2 separate regions of the Mus musculus genome follow, and region 2 is linked to region 1. A link is a contact called in public Hi-C data. All regions are on one chromosome and are shown on one strand. The core of a region is the stretch at or near the end of the contact, and the rest is flanking DNA. Distances in the headings are between cores, read along the strand shown. Region 1 overlaps Rere (arginine glutamic acid dipeptide (RE) repeats). Region 2 has its middle 26 kb from the start of Slc45a1.

The links. A called contact is a pair of places that touch in the nucleus more often than the background predicts.
Region 2: a contact with region 1 is called in a Hi-C map of bone marrow-derived macrophages, with 2.6 times the contacts expected there. The contact joins two enhancer-like sites. A contact is called at or near these places in 2 of 15 datasets of contacts at CTCF or cohesin (large pre-B cells and pro-B cells), 34 of 484 Hi-C or Micro-C datasets (B cells, the Ba/F3 cell line, CD4 T cells and 18 more), 4 of 115 datasets of contacts at active chromatin or transcription factors (CD8 T cells, large pre-B cells, memory CD8 T cells and 1 more) and 4 of 9 other capture datasets (adipose tissue, embryonic stem cells, liver and 1 more).

The regions. Positions count from the first base shown.
Region 1 is chr4:150,469,209-150,474,857 of GRCm38.p6, reverse strand. Rere (arginine glutamic acid dipeptide (RE) repeats) reads right to left here. Exons shown (of 23, transcript NM_001085492.1): 6 at 4,467-4,563. Among named protein-coding and RNA genes, the nearest start is that of Gm52709, 4.6 kb to the right of the region's middle. Within about 2 kb of position 2,042, at least 75 of the 459 cell types and tissues checked have an H3K27ac peak or open chromatin away from gene starts, as enhancers often do. A contact at or near this core is called in bone marrow-derived macrophages, where this site is marked.
Region 2 is chr4:150,623,096-150,628,744 of GRCm38.p6, reverse strand. No RefSeq gene overlaps it. Among named protein-coding and RNA genes, the nearest start is that of Slc45a1, 26 kb to the left of the region's middle. Within about 2 kb of position 3,129, at least 25 of the 459 cell types and tissues checked have an H3K27ac peak or open chromatin away from gene starts, as enhancers often do. A contact at or near this core is called in bone marrow-derived macrophages, where this site is marked.

The DNA of each region.
Region 1 (5,649 bases), core at 793-3,292:
GAGACCTTAACTGCTAGCAGGGCAAAAAGGTGCTAAACATTGTGTGGACAAAGACAAGAGCAAGACCTGCTGTCCAACGCACACTGACGCATGTGGACAAAACAGTAAGAATGTTCAAGTCCAAAACAGTGAAGCTTAAGCTGAAAGAGACAGAACTCTGCGAAACATAAAGCTTCTTAAGGGATTCTCTGCAGAGGTAATGAATTTTTTTTTTTTACCATAAATATGGCAGCTGCTCACAGCAAAACAAGGAGGTAAATTAATGCAGGTTGAACATAATGAAAATCAGAAGCTCTGAATAATTTGGTCAAGGGCCATGAACTTTAGAAATTCTACCCTAAGCCACCTTTCTAAAATATGACTCCCTAGGTAAGACGGTAACCTGCAGCCTGAACTACCTTACTATGGTTTTTCCCCCTTGTAACTACTAGAAATATGAGGCAGAGAGTGAGTAAGCTGAAACCCAGCCATCAAGTCAAGGGCAACCTGTGACCTCCCATACTGTCCTCCCGTCAGGGCACTATCATAGCACACTCTCCCAGTCACAAGTCTCAGTCAGAGAGCAGCTACTCCACACATCACCGACAGAGCGTCATCCTAAAGGGGAAAGCAACACGAGCCAACAGCAAGAGACAGTCGAGCATGTGGGCTCATGCATGCCTGGAGCTTTGCCGACAGCTCCTAGGGCTAAGTTTAGCTCCCTGTACCAAAGAATATCCAATCAAGCCACCTACTGGGTGACAAGAAACAAAATCCATGGATGATTATCATCAGTACCACAAATAACTGTATTATAAGATTTCCTTTCTTGAACACTAATTTTTATAGACCTTATTGAAATTCAGTAACTGAAAAAGAACATAAATTAGTAAGGCGACCTATATGAGACCTCTGTGAGTGCTTTCCACATGTCTGCTGGAGTGGACATTAGGCCAAAAGATATGTGTTCAAGTTATGATGCCGCTGCTAGGTCACATGACCCAGAGTAAGTGTCAAAAGGATGACTCAAAAATCAGCAAATTTGATTCTGTCACAAAGCTATGTCAAAGCAGGATTCAGCTGAAGTCATCTTGTTTGAATCTGGCACTTTCCACTGTTATGTCACAATGTCAACCAAAAATGCTACCTAGGCAACAGCATAACCCCAATCAAATGCTGGCTTCTGTGATGGCAGCGGTGAGTGGGGGTCATGAACTAAGGAAACAGGCACCTACTTGAAATTTACCAGAAAGGTAAAGATAGGGGTGGCTAAAGCCAAGGGCCCAAAGCAGGCCACAGAGCAGTTGCATTGCTCAGCACACACTGCTCAATATAGCCCAGACTGAGGACGAATTTCTTTTGGGTAAGGAAAAGCTAAGATGTCACAATTTACAAAGCAAAACCCACAGAGGAATTCTGTTTTTCTTTTGATTCACAGTGACTAAAGGACAAAGCTCTCCTTCTCTTTTATAACCCAACTCTAGCACCAGCTTGAAAGAAAAATATAGACATCAGCTTCCTCACCAGTGAATGGGATGGCAGAGCCCAGTCAATGGCTGCACACGGCAGGACTCCATGTACCGGAGTCCTTTGATCTTTGAAAGAATGGCACTGAGAGCCAACACCATGAGCCTTTCGCTTTTTCCTTTTTTGTCCTCTAGTTTTCTCCATTATACTCATTTGATCCCCTTTCATGTGCCCATGAACTGTTTTATTTGTGTCCCCTTCAAAATTGAACTTATCTATAGTAACAGCACTGGTTTACATTGAGAAAAAAGGAAGTGCCCTTCCCTGTGGGAAAGCTATAAAAAGAGGAACGGAGAGAACACACTGAAGCCTCAACCATCACGTCTCACTCATCAGAAGTTTAAGCTAAAGGACCCAAACTCTGGAGAAGACAAAGGAATAAATGAAGACTAATAGGGTTCTGCCACATCCTGTTTGATGGACGGTAACCACAGAAACACCCCAAAACTTTCCTTGCCGAGATACCACTGCAGAGAATGAGATTAGAGCCACACACTGGGCATCAGATGCTGGCAAACGCCAGGGTTTCAACAAGATTTACGAGGCCAGACCACAGAGCAACACAGTGAGCACTTGTCATCCAGTCACCAGGTCACCGAGAAATGTGTCATTTAGGCCAAATAAAAGGAAACTGGAGAATTTTCCTCAATGAGAGGCTAGAACTACACTTCTCTGTGGCTATCCAATACCAAATGGTCAGCCCTGAAAACATACATACAAGTGACAATATACAGACAGGACAGGGTGTACTTACGTACTTAGGAATTTATAACATGCATCTTTATGTTACAATAACTAATGAAAAAAAGGTCATGAATTTGAAAAAAGAGAGTAGAAAAATGTCTTATGGGAGGGCTTAGAGGAAGGAAAGGGATGTGAGATGATACATTCGATCTCAAAAATAAATCATTTAAGAAAAAAAATGGAGATGAAGGTTTCGTACCAGACCTACTACTATTTTTATAACATTTTTTAAAAATTCTTTTTAAAAAGTATTTATTTTATGTATATGAGTACACTGTAGCTGTCTTCAGACACACCAAGAGAGAGCATCAGATCTCATTACAGATGGTTGTGAGCCACCATGTGGTTGCTGGGAATTGAACTCAGGACCTCTAGAAAAGCAGTCAGTACTCTTAACTGCTGAGCCAGCTCTCCAGCCCTTTGTACAACCTCTAAGCTAATATAACAAAAGGATTAAAACAGTCAGTATGATTTACAGTCAGTAAAGATTCTACTCAGATACCTGGGACAGGGCAGTGGCTAATGACTTCTCATGCCCAGAAAGAGCACTGCAAGTCTAGAGTGACCCAGAAGGAGCACTGGAAGTCTAGAGTGACCCAGAAGGAGCACTGCAAGCCTAGAGTGACCCAGAAGGAGCACTGCAAGCCTAGAGTGACTCAGAAGGAGCACTGCAAGTCTAGAGTGACCCAGAAGGAGCACTGCAAGCCTAGAGTGACTCAGAAGGAGCACTGCAAGCCTAGAGTGACCCAGAAGGAGCACTGCAAGCCTAGAGTGACCCAGAAGGAGCAATGCAAGTCTAGAGTGACCCAGAAGCGTGCATCAAGACTGCCCGGCCAATTTTACATTCTTTTGTTGTTGTTTTTTGAGACAGGGTTTCTCTTTAAAGCCCTGGCTGTCCTGGAACTCACTTTGTAGACCAGGCTGGCCTCAAACTCAGAGATCCACCTGCCTCTGCCTCCCAAGTGCTGGGATTAAAGGAGTGCGCCACCACGCCCGGCTTCAATTTTACATCTTTAAATAGTTAAAAAGAAAAAAAAAAGTGGAAAACTCCTGAGAAGTGAAATTAAAATAAAACAATTCATTTCCTAAAGTAACTGGATCTATCTCTACAGCTTTGCAAAGGAGACCGCTGGCTCTATCACTGAACATGTGACAGGTGAGCACCACGCCAGGGACAAAGGCATCTCAGCTAAAGCCAGCAAGTTTCAATGGCTTTTATTGAACTCAAATTCTGTCGAGTGAATGAAAAAAAGAAACAAAAGGGAGGAAGGAAGGAAGAAATAGGAGTTTTGTTGTTGTGATGTTGGCTACTGTGGAGATTTGAATAGGTTTGGTTCCAACAGCCTCATGTCTTTGAACATTTGGCCCAGAGGGAGTGGCACTATACACAGGTTAGCCTTGTTGGAGGAAGTGTGTTATTGGGGAAGTTGGCTTTGAGGTCTTATATATGCTCAAACTACGTCCAGTGTGATACATAGCCCTCTTTCTGCTGCCTTCAGATCAAGATGTAGAACTCTCGGCTCTCTCAAGCACCATGTCTGCCTGCATGCTATCATGCTTCCTACCATGATAAACTGTAAGTCAGCCCCAATTAAATGTTGCTTTAATCATGGTGCCTCTCACAACAATAAAACCCAAACACACAGCTACTAGACTTATGTCATGTAAGAGGCCCCAGACCAGCCAGACATATAGACACAGCATGTACAAGGGGACGGATCCTGCTCTGCTCTGGAGCATACAGGACAGAACAGAAGGGCACACCCACTTTTAATCAGATGTGACATCCCCTCCTGCCTCAGTCTGTATCTTCAATACATTCCGCTACTCTTTAGCATGCTTTTTATTACAAATGTTCAGACATAAGAAAACTGGAAGAGGAGCTATTAAAATTTGCTGTTTTTTTCTTAGGGTTTCTTATATTTAACATTTTCTTTATCTGTTTTTCCCCCTCTATCTTTTGTAGCACTTGGGCTTGATTTTTACAAAGGTAACTGGAAAACTTCAGGGTATTTCACCCAAAAACTTTAGCAAATAATACTATGAAATATAGGAGAGGTAAAGTGGTGTTAGACAATCTCTGGACCTTCAATAACCCCAGGAAACAGAGGAGTGTTAGCGTGCCAAGACCATGAGTTGTCTGCCTGGCCACAATGATGACCACAGATCAGAGCAAAGTCACCCCTGCCCTCCAGACTCCCCTGCCGCATTCTTACCTTAGGGCAGCAGCATGGTAGGTGTCAACATAATCAGAAATGAAGAGTTCCCGATTCTTGATGACTGGATCTGTGATGACAAGCTCTCTTCCAGAGTCTACCAACAAAAGAAATTGGTTAATTAACTAAGAAGGTATTAAAATAGTTTCCCAAAACAAGGAGAAATTTTTTACAAAATTTTATCCTCAAGTTTACCTCCTACTAAAGACAAATAACACAGCCTGGTTACTATCAAAGTACATCCATCCGACAGGGAGGGGATGCGGAGCAGGAATGGCAGAGGAACATAAGTGCTCGCTCAGCTCTGACGGCTCAGACTGTTCACTACATCTTTCACCAAGTCCTTCTGTGCACTTAAGTGTCTCGGTGAGCACATAGGGAAGGGAAGGAGGGAGGGAGGGAGGGAGTGAGGAAAGGAAGAAGGGAGGAAGGGAAGGAAGGAAAAAAAGAGAGAGAAGTCCATTGCCATATCCAGTAACTTGTTAAATTATTTTTGTTTTTTAAGAGGAAACGACCTCTTAGTTTTATTGTTTTATCGTGTGTGCATGTATGTGTGTATGTACTCATAGTCGGGCAAGCATATTCCACAGCAACGTGTGTGGAGGCCAGAGGACAACTTGTGGGAGTCAGTGCTTTCTTTCCATCACGTGGGCTTGGAAACTGAGCTCCAGTCATCAGGCTTGAGAGCCAGCCGACAACTTAATCTGTCTAAGGTTGCTCTAGGCACCTCTCTAAATTCAACCTCTTAAAGCAGAGCGCCAGCACAAACCGCTTCACACTGCTCCAGAAGCATGAGGCTCCTCTCAAGAACCTATTTCCAAAAATGCTCCCATCCTTGTGCATAACTGTAGCACGCAGTACATTTCTATGGCGCTTCTTGTCATAGGCTCGGAGCCAATGAGAGCACCGTAAGAAAGGGAGGGGGTCGGCCGCCAGAGGCCTCTGTCCTATTCTGAAAGGCAGCTACGAATCCACATTCCAAAGTCCATGGACAGCTTTCCTATGAAAACCCTCTCTGCCTGGGACATAGAGAAATTCAGTAACACAAGCCTCCGATAAAACAAGGAACACAACCTCACAGGGTTTTAAATACTGTCTATCACTAGGTCAAACACAGGAGCTTCAAGAATTATATTACTGCTATTTTTTAAAAAAAATGTATTACGATGTGCTTAGAGGTTTT
Region 2 (5,649 bases), core at 1,880-4,379, 150 kb before region 1:
AGGGGATATTAAGATGGTGGCCTCATCCTCTCTCTTTGTATCTTGCTGTCATTAGCTGAGGAGTTCCTTAGTTACACATCTCATGTGATGCATGGGGGCACAACAAGTTCAATGCAGCAGGGACCATGGCCTGGGACTCAAGATAACAAAGGAAAATAAATCTTTTCTCATTTAAGCTAATCTCTTGGGCATACCATGCACTCACCCAGGAGATTCCAGTGCCCTATGGGGGCTGGGAGCAGTTCCTCGGGGAATATAAATGAACAAGACCCCTCCCACCCCCACCCCAAACTAATGAACAGATGTGCATGCTTGAAGGTGGCACTGTGAGGGCGAGTAGGGCAGATGTCTAGGCTGCTCTCTAGTGAAGTACCACTGAGCCATGCCCTACAGAGAGGGGGGCAATCTCTGAATGAGTTGCTTGACATGTCTGAGTGAGAACATGCTTCTATGTGCCCAAAGAAATGTCAGAGATAGCCGGGTGTGGTGGCACACGCCTTTAATCTCAGAACTCCGGAGGCAGAGGCAGGCGTATTTCTGAGTTCAAGGCCAGCCTGGTCTACAGAGTGAATTCCAGGACAGCCAGGGCTATACATAGAAACCCTGTCTTGAAAAACAACAACAACAAAAAACCCCAAACAAACAAAACAAAACAAACAAAAAACCCCAACAAAGAAATGTCAGGGATACAGCTGCCCATCTCACCTGCCTGCCTAAGTCTGCTGTCCCTTCCTGTCTCAGTCATTCAACCCACAGATGAACACTGAAGGTCTCTGGGTGCTGGGACTATTCTGAGCCAGGCCTGAAGAGAGGATGAGAACACACGGGCCACATCTCTGGGCTTCTAGTACTTCTTAATGACCTGGAGAGAGTTGACTTCTCAAGACCTCTAGCCACCTTCTGCCACCAACATCCCAGCTTACTCAAGGCTCTTAGTAATGTCCCTGGGCCTCTCTCATCCTGCTGTTGACTAACTGGGGAGAACTGGGGAAAGGGTGCTGTGGTACCTAGTGTACTGGGCACGGTGTGGGGCTATGTGGTCCCTAGTGCCTAGAGTGCATGGTCTCTGACCAAACTGGTCCTGAGTCTATTGTCTAGTCCTCGAGAGAGTGCGAGCATCACCATGGAATCTATCAGCTTGCTCTGACCAGTTAGGACCAGTTGAGCAAAAACTACATGGCTGTAGTATGATTAAGCCATCTCTCTTTTGGCTCACATACACCCCCTTCCCCCACCCCCTGGATCCAGGGATGCAGCATCTTTCTGTGTCTTGCCCTCATGTTCATCTTCGGGCATCAGTCCGGCTCATATCCAAACACCTTGATACTCAGGCAACAGCAGGGTCTGCTATCATCACCTCCTGTCTAACCTGGCCCCAGCCTGTATCCCAAGCCCACTTCCTCCTACCCTGCCTCAGCATCAAGGCCACAGACACTGTGCCTGTGTTCAAACCCTGTCCATAGTGAAGCCTTTGTCTCTGCCCATTAGGAGCCCATGGTCGGCTCAGACCCACCCACACTGCCATTCCTCCCACGATTCCCACCCTCCTATCCTTACACTAGTGAGCCCTTTCTCTACCTTCAAGTTCTGTCATTGTACACTTTGTGCTTTAAAACGTGTATGTGTGTGCGTGTGAGTGGAGGTCAGAGGTTGTCCAGGTCACTAGGCTGGCCAGTCAGAGAACTCCAGGGAGCCTCCTGTCTCTGCTTCCCCAGCACTGGCATTAAAAGCACACACATCACAACTGACTTTATCTGTAGGACCCAGGGATCTAAAACAGATCTTCATGTTTTTGTGGCAAGCATTTTTGCCTTCCCCAGCCCCTACTCTGTGCTCTGAGCTACATGAGGTCTCTAGACCTTTTCTAAGCCACAGCTACTCCGGGCCATCTTGGGCTCAGGCTTCTGCTCACGCCGTTTGACTGCACAGTAAGAGGTGTTTCGTTTCCTCCAGAATGTGGTGCTGAATAGCTCTGCTCTGCTCTGCTCTGGGGTGCTCTGGTCTGAAAGAGAAATGACTAGGGAAACTGCAGCCAGTGTTAGCTTGTCAAATCCTGGGTCCTCGTCCTGGAAGTCTCCATGCAAGCATAAACACATTGGTTCTCCACAGAGGGGTGGTTGTCAGCCTCTTTCTTCCTGAAAGCTGGCTGTGTCTGCACTGTACCTGACCCAGGTTGGAACAGAGGTCAGGACTGCACTTCAGGCTTCCCCCAGCAGGCGGCAGTGGAGCCCCAGAGCCCCACCCACAGGTTGACTTCCAGGCGCTACATACACTGTTTTCTAGTTCACTTTAGTGAATGTGTCAGTTCATGGAGGGATAGAAAAAGGTTTCTGCCCTCTACCCTTAAGACAGTTCTCATGGAGTCCCCATGGTCACCAAGGGATATTAGGGACATGGTCAGCTGGCACCCTAATAGCCACTGTATTGGGCTACAAGGCATCATGGGAACAGAGGCAGGTTCTCTTAAAACATGCCAGAACTCACATGCTCTGAGCCCTACAGGTTCAACGCTTGTGTGCAAGATTCCATACCTTGCTTGAAGTGCTTTTCCCTGGGTGAGCAGATAGGAGTATCTAAGGACAGGGCCAGGGCACCTTCTGGGCACACAAGAGCCCTCATGGCAGAGCTGCTCAGAGATTCTTGAGAGCTGGTTTCTGGGCCCAAGATTCTTGGAAGCTACCCACAATTTAATACCCATAGGGGATTGCCAGCGTGAAGCCTCGGCACTGTGGAAACTGGTCTGTTTTCATAGCATCTGGGAGGTGTAATCAGGTGTCTACATTGAAGATGGAGAGAGGGGAGGAAGGAGTGGGGACAGAGGGCAGGGAGAAGAGATCAATTTCCTTTCTACTTACTGGGTGCCACTGTGCATGCCCTGCGGATCCACCAGGGAAAGCGAGAGAAAGGACTTCTTGTTTGAAGACAAATCTTTATTCTAGTTGGCAATATCTACCAGGGCCAGGCCTCCCTGCACAGCAAGTCAGACCTGCCATCTTTCAAGCCTTTCCCAGTTGCCCCTTGATGTAGAAACTACCTACCCAGCTGCCGCACACATCTTTATCATCTCAGCCATAGCCTGGTCACTAGGGTGGCCCCAGAGGACAGCCATCAGGCTTTGTAGCCACTGCCACCTGGTGGACAGGATCAGAAGTCAATTCTGTTCTGTAGTGGACCAGAGCTTAGCAATGACTGAAGGGAGTGGAGCAGACCTAGGAGTGACACCAGGACACCAGGCATAGAAAACTATGTCCTGAAGTAGCTCCATGTCTCTAGCTGAGTCAAATAGGTCTTACTGCAAGCTCCTTGTGGGCTGGTAAAGACAGCCCAGTACATAGAGTGCTTGCCTGGCCAGGGTGAGGACCAGGATTCAGATGCCCAGAGCCCATGTAAATGCTATGTGTGTGGTGGCCCACATGTAATACTGTCACATGTGAGGAAGGAAGCAACAAAGACGGTGGTATCAGCTCTGGGGCCCCACCCATATGCTTTCCTCTCAAAGCCCAAACCAACCAATCTCATTTTCTGATTCACCCCTGGGACACAACAGAAGCCAAACTGCAGGGCAGAAGCTCCTAAAAAGTGTCCACCAGGGCCAGAGACATGAGCAGGCATAGCATCAGGGTGGCGAATGGGAGAAACTGTAGGGAGGAATGTCTGCAGGGGCACCTGCTGCACAGGTGACAAGGGGTCTTCATACACAGCCTAGACTAAGGAAAAGGTCAAGCTGACCATTCATGCCTACAAGCAAATCACTTCTGCGTATCAAGGGGCTTCCATCGGAAGGGGCCCACCTACCCAGTCACCCACCCAAGTATCCGTCCTGCAGGACAGTCACAGAGCTAGTGACTCTGGCTTAGTAACAAGGAAAGCTGATGTGTCCAAACAGAATTGGTCTGGGGGTGGTGGGGTGGTAGTGAGTGCTTAGTGCAGTTTCTGATCTGATTCATCAAAATACACACAGCTGTGATAGCCACGTTGGGTAGAAGGGACAGAGATGCAGGGCCCAGAATTTCATTTGTCAGGATTCCAGGGCAGAGATGAGCCCAGTGAGTGGTCTGGGAATGGGCACCTCCCTATACTGTGAGAGCTAAGGATCAGGCGTCTGATGTCCAAAGTGCCCAGAGGAGGAGGGCGCGGGCTCCCGAGCCATAAAGGGGCCACGTGCCTCACTCACGACCCATGCTATGCCTGCCATGGCCCACCACCACCAGTTTCTGCTTTGTGTACCCCAGGATTGTGCTCTGGCTGCCATATCCACTCGTATAGCTAGCTGCATGGCTTGCCTCCCTGATCCTCTCTGGGGCAGGCACTTCCTCTGGTTTGGGGACTAATTTGCTCAGCTCCCAGTTACCCGAGTAACAAGATCCATTGATTTCAAAGCAGTGGGTTCAGGACCGGGAACCTGAGGGTGGTGGGTGTCTGGTTTGTAACCAATGCCCTGCTGGCAAGCGCTCATGCCCCTGAGGAAGAGATCTGGCTCTCACAGCAATTTACATGGGCAACTGCACAGCTCTTCTGACTAGGGTCTAGATGTCCCTAGCTATACCTGGGAGGGCACTGTCCATCACTTTTAAGAAGTGACCTTAGTTTACCCAGTGGTATCTCTGCACTCTCCTTCAGCACAGCTCACTAGGGATGCTCATCAATAGAGAAGCTTAGCACTGAGCTATACTGATGGGGGTTGAGGCCCAGGACCTCCCAAGTCATTTGGTTAGCCTGTGTGCAATGACCAGGCCGAGAATCTACTTTTGAAACGCACAGGCTTGGGGAACCACATGGGCGTCGCTGGAGTAGCTGCGAGAAGGGCTGGCCTGAGGTGAGAGTGCTGTATCACCTCATCCGCCCAGATGTGGGTCCTCCACCTTGGCTAGGTGGCAGGAAATGTCTACACCTAAGTGAACACTAGGAGACATTTGTGAAGTAAAAACCGGACACTTGTACATCCTGCCTAAGAACTGCATCCCGAAAGGTTCTTGAAAACCTCTGAACTCTTCTGTTTCATGTATGTGTGTACAATGTAGCTGTCCTCAGACACACCAGAAGGCGGCATCGGATGCCCATTACAGATGGTTGTGAGCCACCATGTGGTTGCTGGGATTTGAACTCAGGACCTCTGAAAGAGCAGTCAGTGCTCTTAACCTGCTGAGCCATTTTTCCAGCCCACCTCTGAACTCTTAGTGTCAACTGTCATAAACTAGATACTTCACAGTGCAACCAACTTCCTCTCCCTCTGCCCCACCTTCCTAGTCTCCAGTGACAGCTGTCCCCACCTTCTCCAGGATTATTAGCTCCATTCTATCAGAATGCATGCATCCCAGCTGCTCTATGACACCTAAGTCACTGCATGTTTCCTGCAGGTTGCTTCAAATGAGAGGTTTCATTTTTACTTATGACCCAGTAGTTTCCCAAGGTCTATATATGTGATGTTATACACACACACATCTCCTTGTTAGTAAACTGTTCAGCCAGTGAGCACTGTGACTACTGTGGCTAACACATGTGTTTGTGGGTTCCACTGTCCTTGCTCTCTCCTGCTCATATACCCAGGACTGGAGTCATGGAGTCACAGAGCAGTTTTACTTTAGCCTAAGTGGCTTGCTGGCTGACACTTGGGTCTTAACATGTAAGAACCAAAATATCTGCTACCTG